Regions from separate parts of the Mus musculus genome. Here region 2 is linked to region 1. The links are chromatin contacts, called in public promoter capture Hi-C maps. All regions are on one chromosome and are shown on one strand. The core of a region is the stretch at or near the end of the contact, and the rest is flanking DNA. Distances in the headings are between cores, read along the strand shown. Region 1 overlaps Slc7a2 (solute carrier family 7 (cationic amino acid transporter, y+ system), member 2). Region 2 overlaps Mtus1 (mitochondrial tumor suppressor 1).

Evidence for each region. Capture Hi-C pulls out chosen DNA fragments and counts their contacts.
Region 2: a contact with region 1 is called in a promoter capture Hi-C map of pancreatic islet. The contact joins two enhancer-like sites. A contact is called at or near these places in 1 of 115 datasets of contacts at active chromatin or transcription factors (embryonic stem cells) and 3 of 9 other capture datasets (adipose tissue, liver and pancreatic islet).

What each region holds. Positions count from the first base shown.
Region 1 is chr8:40,873,023-40,878,116 of GRCm38.p6, reverse strand. The region is part of intron 1 of Slc7a2 (solute carrier family 7 (cationic amino acid transporter, y+ system), member 2); the gene reads right to left. Among named protein-coding and RNA genes, the nearest start is that of Slc7a2, 13 kb to the right of the region's middle. Within about 2 kb of position 1,481, at least 6 of the 459 cell types and tissues checked have an H3K27ac peak or open chromatin away from gene starts, as enhancers often do. A contact at or near this core is called in pancreatic islet, where this site is marked.
Region 2 is chr8:41,079,325-41,084,146 of GRCm38.p6, reverse strand. It overlaps Mtus1 (mitochondrial tumor suppressor 1), which reads left to right. Exons shown (of 14, transcript NM_001005863.2): 2 at 1-1,533. Among named protein-coding and RNA genes, the nearest start is that of Gm16193, 29 kb to the right of the region's middle. Within about 2 kb of position 2,431, at least 10 of the 459 cell types and tissues checked have an H3K27ac peak or open chromatin away from gene starts, as enhancers often do. A contact at or near this core is called in pancreatic islet, where this site is marked.

The sequences.
Region 1 (5,094 bases), core at 232-2,731:
CTTCGAGGTTTACCTTTTATATTTTTACTTTGTTTTCATTTTATTTCAGTTAACCTCTGATAATATTAAGAATGTCTCCTTTCTATTGTGCAAAGGTTTTTCTGTGGGTTTTATTCCATTCCCGAAAGTAAATCAGTGTAATTCAGTTAGAGTTGACATAATTTTCTTATTCCATGGAAGGAATGTGTTTGAAGTGATGGGGATCAGGATTATTTGAAGTTTTCACATAGAATCATCACTCTTACTTCTTAATAGCCATTGTGGGGTGTGAAGATCGCAGGAAGTTCTGAGTGGGTGAAGTCCTTAGTATGTGCTATTGACATGGGCATAGCCATGTTATAGATTCCATTAGCATCAGGCTCAAAGGTTGGCAAGGTCTTCCTCTGGAGACCAAGTGAGAGTGCTGGCAGTGTGTGCCAAAAATGTCTACCACAGCTTTCTTCCATGTGACGCTTGCCACCTGAAGACTGCTCCTCTACAGAAGCTGTTCTTACAGAGGTCAAACTAAACCAGTCTCCTCCACCCCGCTGTACACCACAAACCCTGCCTCCTTGTTTATCTGTAGGTAGAACCCCACCTTGTTCAGCTGTATGCAATAACACCGCCTCTCTTTTCAACCCTAACAAACACACAGAGCTTCCAGGGTACTGTGGTGTCTCCAGCTGAGAGCCCAGGCCACTCAATCCCAGACATTTCTGTCAGGGTCTATGAGTCTATCTTTTCTTCATTCCCTTGCTGCTCTAGTCTGGTCTATCCCTGGAGGACAAGGCAGTGTGTCAGGGCCCGATGACACATAGTATAAAGACCCTTACAATGTAAGCTACACAAAGGTAGGGACTTTGGGTATTGGCATGTAGCAGGAACTCAAAAATTTCCTGAGCAGATACCTTGCTCCAGCCCCATCTTCTTAAATCCTGATGAAGTAGTCCAATATAGAGTTACCAAGATAAGAGAGAGGGCTGGGTCTGAAGACCATGTCCTTACTTAAGGATCAATAAAAGAATGCAGCAGTTGGGTAACAACAAGCAGGAACATTGTGTTGCTACAGGATACGTGATTCTGGCAGGTATCAGCTAGGGCTGCTGCTGGACTCTACTGATGGTTCTTTTTGTGTCGAAAGAAAACAATGCTCAGCCCCTGGTTCCCTCTGCATACAGACAAAACGACAGTTAGGTTGCATAGCAAATGTTCTAGTCTAAAGTACACAGTGTACCAACTATACACCCATTCATCATCCCCACCCTTGTATTCAGTAAAACCCACAGGGACTAGAGAGTTTTGAAAAAACCAACAGCCATGCTCTCATTACTGATGACTCTGGAAAAGGGTCAAGGGTCATTACACCAGAGCATAACACTTAGATCAAGTAAATATTGATTTGGTAAACCTTTCTTAAGTTTAAAGGTTCAACTGACGCAACAACCCATCTAGCGTTAACTGTTTACCTGCAACTTGCCATTGCCTCCCCCTTCCCCCTCTCTCTCAGGGCTGCATGTAATTCAAAAGAGCAGGCACTGCTTTTACTCAGGGTTCTGCCAGGCTACCTACCTGCAAGGCAGAAAAACGTTTATCCAAAGATTAGAGAAGAATGTTCCACCCTTAACTCACTTGGTCCAGCCCATGTTGCATCCACCACTGGGATGTCATCTGAACACACTCTTGCTGCCTTTTTTGCTTGGTGTTTATTTTCTTTCAAGACAGTCTTGCTATGTATCCCAGGCTCTTGTGGAATGTGTAACTCACCTGCTTCAGTCTCTTGCCCTGGTTTATGAAGTGCTAGGGATCAGACCCAGATCTCTGTGCACGTCACACAAGTACCTTACCCAACTTGTCCATTTTATCTTGAGACAGGATTTCACTAAGTTGCCCAGGCTGACCCTGAATTCAATCCTCCTGTCCCAAGATCTCCATCTACTAGCCTTACAGGCCTGTATCATTATCATCAGGCTTAGCACCATGAGTCCTTTACAAGTGTTTATGAGCCATTGTTCCCAGCATGTAATGCGTGCTTTAGGACACAGAGTATTTTCTAAGTTGATTGGTCTCTGATTCATTCACCTTAGTTCCACAAACTCCTTACTGTTTTGCGTTACGGTTTCATTCACTTATATTCCTTTCTGGAGCCAAAGAATTGGGGTCAAATTAGCAGCAGACTCTGGGATAAAGGAAGCAAGCATCACAGATAAACAGTGGTGTTTCTGCTGCCAAGCAATCCGACAAGGGATGAACACATACACATGTGGCGAGAAGTGGGCATTACTGAATATTTAATGCTTATCTGCTACTTGTGCGTCGAAGCAACCCTCACTCTCTGATGTTCACTATTATCCAGACAAGCTATCCCGAGAATAAGCCTGTTCAATTTTGGAAAAACACCAACAAGATATTAAATCTGCGTGTATGAAAAAAAGTGAATAAAAGCTTTGGGTTTGTTTTTGTTTTTGTTTTTTTTCAGACATCAGAGTAACGTTGTAACTACAAAATCCCTTCCAAAAATTAGGATGAGACTGAGAGCCAAACAGTTGGCAAGCTGTTGGTGGGAATGGGAAACAGTGCCACCACTCTGGAAAACAGAGTCGTAAACTAAATGACTAAAAACAGAATCACCACCCGATGAACCCCTAATGTGAATGGCTGTATAAGAGGATGAATAAAAATGTGGGGTATTAATATCATGAGATAGTAAGTAATACTTAGCTATACAAAGGAAGCAGATTCTGGGAGCTCAGTGGATACAGTGCTACCTAACGTGTGAGGACCCAAGCTTGACCCCAAGAACCTGGGGAGGGAGAGACAGGTGGATCTTCAGGAAGTCCTGCCTTCACCTTCAGAGTTGGCTTCAGGCCAATCACAGACTCTCAAAAATAAAGTGGACAAGGCCAAGGAATGACAGCACGGCTTCTACATGAATGTGCATAAGCTTGCATGCACACACACCCACACACACATCACCACACAGAAAGGAAACAAATGCGGACACACAGTAAACCATGGACGACACTTTAGGACACTGTGCTAAATAAAAACAACCCAGGCACAAAAGGACAAACAATCCTCTTTTTACATACTCACAGAAACCGAAAGTAGGATGGTTGGTACCAGGCTCTTGTAGGCAGGGGTTGCTTATGGGTAGAGTTTCAGTGTTTCAGGAATCAAAAGCACGGAAAAGCTGCTGAGCAGCAATGTGGACGTACTTAACAGGACTGAACTGGATCCTTAGAAGAGCCTTAGACACAGAGTTTATGTTATGTGCATAAAAATGTGGTATCACAAAATTAAAATGGCGCACGCCTTTGATCCCAGCACTCGGGAGGCAGAGGCAGGTGGATTTCTGAGTTCAAGGCCAGCCTGGTCTACAGAGTGAGTTCAAGGACAGCCAGGGCTACACAGAGAAACTGTCTCAAAACAAAACAAAACAAAAAACAAAACAAATATGTCAGGTATAAACACACACACACACACACACACACACACACACTCACACACACACACACACACATTTTTAAAATTTACCTTTAAACCAGCAAGCCAAAGAATCTTAAATGAGGTCACTCGATATAAGGGCAGCAGATTATTTTGTGAAATTAACAGGTGCACATGTCACAACTTCCATGAGGGAGCTTGCAGAAAGGACACAGCCTTTCATGACCAGTATGAGTTCTCACTCTAAATTTGAACTTTCAAAGGTCTAAACTGAAAGTGAGCCTCTCCCCGCCCCTCCCTCACCCCACACTTCCAACCCCCTCCAACCCCTGCCATGGGGAGGTCTAGTGCTTTAGATCAGTAGGTCTTCATGAAGTATCTGCTGTTCTTGAAACTCCTGACCAAAAAGTAGGACCTGCTAGTGAATGCACGTGAATAATATACTTCAGAGACAGAGGAGACAAAACACAAAAGTAAGCCAGTGAACTCTTTCTACTCTGTAAATAACTGCAACAACAATAAACCCGGCAAAGAGGAGAAACGACTTCAATATGTGGTAATTGTTAGTCTAAGTCAGTGACTCTCAACCTTCCTAATGCTGAGACCCTCTAATACAGTGCCTCATGCTCTGGTGACTACCAACCATAAAATTATTTTCTTCTGTTGTCACTTCATAGCTATAATTTTGCTACTGTTACGAATCAAAATATAAATATCGGGTATGCCAGATATCTGATATGTGACCCCAGAGGGGACACGACCCACAGGTTGAGAACCCCTGCTCTAAGTGAATCCCTTTATTTACAGATATCCAACTGATATCCAAGAGAGAGCCAGGAAAATCCACCACTAACCCCTTTCTGAGGAATTGTCTCACACTTAACATGATGGCATAAACTGATGGAATTAAAACTTCCTAAAGGGTTGACTTTACCCTCCTCCCACGTTCAGCTTCTTGTGTGTGTGTGTGTGTGTGTGTGTGTGTGTATGTATATATATATATATATATATATATATATATATATGCTTTATTTTTTAATGTATATGAGTATACTGTAGCTGTCTTCAGACACACCAGAAGAGGGCACCAGATCCTATTACAGATGGTTGTGAGCCACCATGTGGTTGCTGGGAATTGAACTCAGGACCTCTGGGAGAGCAGTCACTGCTCTTAACTGCTGAGCCATCTCTCCAGCCCCTTGTTTTTATATTCTTAAAGGGCTGTCAGTGACCCTGGAGTTAGTATTTACGGTCAGGACTGAGGGAAAAGCAGTGGAGAGGAAACAGAGGGGGGAAGGATAAGTATGTCATTCTTATGCTACAACAGAGGGTGAGTTCAGAATCCTTACACAGCAGCAAGACCCCTAGAGCCTGTGCCACCTCCATGGTCATAGAAAATACAATCTTCAGGCCAGGGACAACAGAGTATTAGTTAGGGGGATACCCCAGAGAGGGTACACACAAGATCTAGCATTGACAGTTCAGAAGCTAGTGAGTAGTAGGCTTGGGTTTAGCTAGACTACTCATTTAATTTTGGTAGAGGAGGGGAAGATGAAGAGAACCACATGGGGTCTGGTATTAGCACTCCACAGATCATAAACTGCCCAGCTACACTCTGGGATCTCTCATGCAACAGTGGCATCAAACCCAATGTGGTCAGAAAGAACACGA
Region 2 (4,822 bases), core at 1,182-3,681, 210 kb before region 1:
GAACAGGGTCAGCCTTTGCATGCTCCTGGAGGTTTGCAGACAACAGTGAGAGACAGAAATGCTTTGTCCTCCTGCGGTCGGACACCACCCCATTCCTCTAAGATGTATGTGAGAGGGGTTAATTATAATCGAGAGAACTTTGAAAACCTCCAAGCCACACCATCCAAGACCCTAAACACAACCTTTACAGTGATCTCTGATGTGCTGATGCAAACTGACAGTCCAGACGTTGGAGTTCAGGGTCAGAATTCTTTAGGAAATGTCACCAAAGAGTACACAGATGGGACAAGGCGAGGACTCATTGGAGAAAAAGAGATACAAGCTGTGACACTGGTTTCGGATGGCATGGAGGTCCCCAACGGATCTGCATCACAGGAGTTCTATTGTGTATCTGAAGATGACCCAAACAGTGAGACACATTCACACGGCCCGTATGCTCAACAGGAAATGGGCCAAAATTTAAGAGGAACACTGCCCAACTGTCATGTCGATGGTGAATGCCCAGTACTGGTGCCAGCTTTTGAGAAGAGTAAAACCAGAGTCCTGGGCTCTGAGTGTAAAGTCACTGTGACTGAAGACCCACACATCGATTCCCACGACAATGACTCAGACATCCAAAGTAGTACTGAAGAGCTGACCCTGAGAAGTGTTTCAGGGCAGAGGGGTTCACCTTATGAAATGGGTTGGGGCGAGAACGGCGGAGCCATTTGCACAGATAAAGCAGGTTGCATGTCAACACCAGTTGAGCAACCCCCCAATCTGAGCTTCAGACTTGAACCTGCTGAAGTGAAGAAGTACAATAATGTGGAGAATGGACCAAGAGATGCTAAACGTGCACCAAACTTGAAAGGGGAACCAACAAATATGCCAAAACCTAATTTGGGAAAATCAGCTACCAAAACAAATACCACTGTAGGCAGTAAAGTCAGGAAGACAGAAATTATAAGTTATCCTACACCAAACTTCAAAAACATTAAAGCCAAAGTTATATCCAGATCAGTGTTGCAACCCAAAGACACTTCCATAATGAAGGACACACCCAGCCCTCAGGTAACAGGGGGCTCTTCACCATCACCAGGGCCTTCTAAACACTTGACAATGATGAACAAAGCACCAAGATCTGACTTTAAAGCCAGCAAAAAAGCAGAAATCCCAATTAACAAGACACACAAGCAACAGTTTAATAAACTCATTACCAGCCAGGCTGCGCAAGTTACAACTCATTCTAAAAATGCTTCACTCGGGGTTCCAAGAACAACATCTGCCACGAAATCGAATCAGGAGAATGTTGACAAGACAGGTTCTCCTCATGCAGGGAGTGAGACCGGGTCTGTAGCTGCCTTCTTCCAGAAGATCAAAGGCATTCTCCCCGTGAAAATGAAAAGCTCAGAGTGTTTGGAAGTGACTTACGTTTCCCACATCGATCAGATTAGCCCTGAAAAGGGTGAGCAGGACGGTGAGGCTCCCATGGAAAAGCAAGAGCTGGGAAAACAAGCCACGAATGAGATTTTTGAATCCAAGTCTCTATTGGTGGTAAGTGAACTCTGCAGTTTGCTTTTAGGACCGGTGAAGAAAACCACTGTATTAGCAATGAGTGGCCTGTAATTGCTAATAATATCCCTGAACTTGGTTCGTAATTTGTAGTCAGCTGTTCTTTGTTCTGCCAGGCAGTATAGAGTGTGAATGAGTCAAAATATAACTAACTTGCATATTAAAAAAAACCCTCAGATTTGGTATTTTCTTGAACGTGGGTGTTCCTTCTGATAGGGTTTTAAAAGAGTAAATTAATATTTTTATGATATTTTGATATTTGCATTGAAATAACTGACACGATTAGGTTGTGTGTTGTTTTCCTGAAATTAAAAAAAAAAAAGAGCTTTAAGCATTCAAACATATTGAGACACATTTTAGAAATGGCTAGGTAGTGCCTGTAAACATAGCATAGCAACATGGAAATCCAGGAAGCCAAGACGCTTTTCAAAGCTTGAGTGTACTTCTGACCAGCTCTGTGACATGGGGTCAGGTAACTTTGCCACAGCCAGAAGGGAAAGGATTGTGCAGTGGGTCTGTAAGGTCACCTGTAGGTCACCTGCAGTGACTTCTAATGCATGAAAGAAACAAAAGTCCTTACATAGTAAACAAAGCAGTATGTCTGCAGCAGTACCTGACGAATCCTGAGGATGAGGGACTAGGTAGAGTCACTTAAAAAAAAAAAGAAGCAATATTCGCAGTTCAAGGGTTATTTTTCTTTAAACATGTGCATGTCTTTTGACAATTGTATGATAAGATGTTTTCAAAACATTCTCGGGGCTGCTGTTGGCACTGCCTGTGTGTTCTCAGCTCTATTTTTGGCAGTGGAGACTAAGGTGTATTTTCAGCCCCACACAGATTGCCCTTGAAATGCTTGTCCTCTGGACCCGGAATGGATCTGCTGCAGAGGCGGAAGACAGATGCAGTGCACACAGCCTGTCTTTCGGGGACGCTTGTGTAGGAGGAATAAAACAGAGCATAGTCAAGTACACGAGACCTTTTTTTTTTCCAGGTAACATAGTAGGTCACATAGGTGTGTGCTCAATGATAAGAAAACACTGGAGATACGTTTGACCTGGGTCATTTTACAGATAGATGTTTTGGCTTTATCAATAACTGTTGGCAAGGATGAAATGTTACAGGGTTTTCTAAAATGGGCTTGTGTATTGTTTCATGACACAGATCTTTCAAGTTCTTTTTTATGTCTGAGGAAGCTGATAATTTAGAATCTAAATATTTTACCAAATACAATTACAATAAACTCTTCATTGTAATCAATAGCCTTAGGTGTTTATAGACCTACACAGAATCAAGATATTCTTTTCATTACTTTATGGGAAGTTGTTCTTGCTGTGAGACAGGGTATCCACATTCAGCCAGCCTGGCTTTGAATTCAGCACACAGTAGCCTAGGCCGGCCTTGAATCTGAGGTCCTCTTGCTTCGCACCCTTAGTGCTAAGAATAGTTTTGTACTGCCATGTCTAGTTTTATGAGAGACGTGTCCTGGCTGTCACCCTTCAGTATCGGGAAAACCAGCATGAAGTCCCTTGAGCACTGGTCTTGAAAATAAGTTGCTTGTGTAGTTCTGAGACTGGAGAGTTTCAGTTTTATTTTGTTTCCTTATATTTCCAACTTGGTAGCTGTGGGCCCATGATGTGTATGTACTATTGAAGGTAAGGCCATGGAATCGTTGGGTAAGGTGGATTCCAACAGTTTGCACCTAGCAGTGTTGCAGTAAGAGCTGAGAATTAGATATGAAGTGCTTTGTAAGGCTGTAAGGACCATCCCAAGGGTCCCACGGTGTCATCACTGGCGATTTTACTTATCAGCTAGAGTATAGAGCTATGCTTCTGTGACCATGTCTTTAATACAGCAGAGTATTTGTCTAATTTGTCCAATTTGTCTAATTCAACTACCACCCTTTTTTTTCTATCTTGAGGGGGGGTAAAGAGGCTAGCGTAACCATCATAGCCACAGGCTATGACTTAGTGTAGGATACTAAACCGGTGACCTCACATTGCATTTTCTATTGATCACTTCAGTAGTACCTAAGAGCTCTATCTGCCATAGAAGAATGGCTGTTTTGTTTGTTTTCTTGTGTACTCCGTAGGTCTTAGTCCTTAATTAAATTAATTTATCAAGACTGCCGACCACCTTATGGCTATGTGGTGGTCCCAGTTTACCTGAAACTTTAAGAAAGGATTTTATTTGGGAGAAGTGATTTTGACTTGGATTGCTGTTAGGGTGAGAAGTAACTGCTTACTGCAAAGGTTATGTGGTCAGGATAGCAAGATGAAGGAGCTGGTACTGAAAGGAACCATGGCTTAGGTGCTTTCTTATAGGCTGTCATTAAATTGTTACAGTAACGCTCAGGGCTTATACATTGTATTTATTTGTTTGCAATTGTTATCCACACACTCATGCTTCAGAGTATTTATTTAAAAACTCACACAGGGGGCTGGAGAGATGGCTCAGGAGTTAGGAGCACTGACTGCCCTTTCAGAGGTCCTGAGTTCAATCCCCAGCAACCACATGGTGACTCACAACCATCTATGATGAGATCTGATGCCCTCTTCTGGCATGCAAATGTACATGCAGATTGAGCACTTATAAATAAAATAAATCTTAAAAAAATAAAAGAAAATAAAATAAAACGCACACAGCTGTTGGATGTTCAAACTCAGGTCCCACAGGTCTCACAGACTTCAAATTTTTCAGTATGTGGGCACTGGAGGTAAAACAAGTGATTTGTGGGAGATTCACTTCTATAAGTTGATGTTTGATTTACTTTTTTCAAGAAAGTTTTTCTAGAAGATTCTGTTTTGCTTTAGTGTCATTGTGACCTGCAGCAGTTCTCTTGGAAACACTAGCTATTGGAATAGTATATGAATTCAATAGATACTGGTGTTAGGGATATACACAATAATATATAAAACAATAACTAAACAAAGGAGCACACAGAAGGGCATATGCAAGCGTGAACATGGATTTTGGATAACTTTAAATGTGTGGCTTTACCACTCACTGCAAAGTGGCCTCTCTCTGAGGCTCAGTTGTTCTCTTTGTAAAGAGAGAAGGTAATTGTACTTTATAGTGTTAGAAGCTGGTTGTACTTGGAGTCAGAGCCAGGCTCCTGTTCCCTTATGTCTACAGTGGAAACAATTGTTGGGCATCTACTGTGTATGCCACAGATGGTAGTACTTGTTAGGGTATCAAGAAAGACAGCTATGGTCCAATGTTTTATCTAATGCAGTGTTACTGTCAGAAAATAAGCCATAAGGGCATGCTAAGT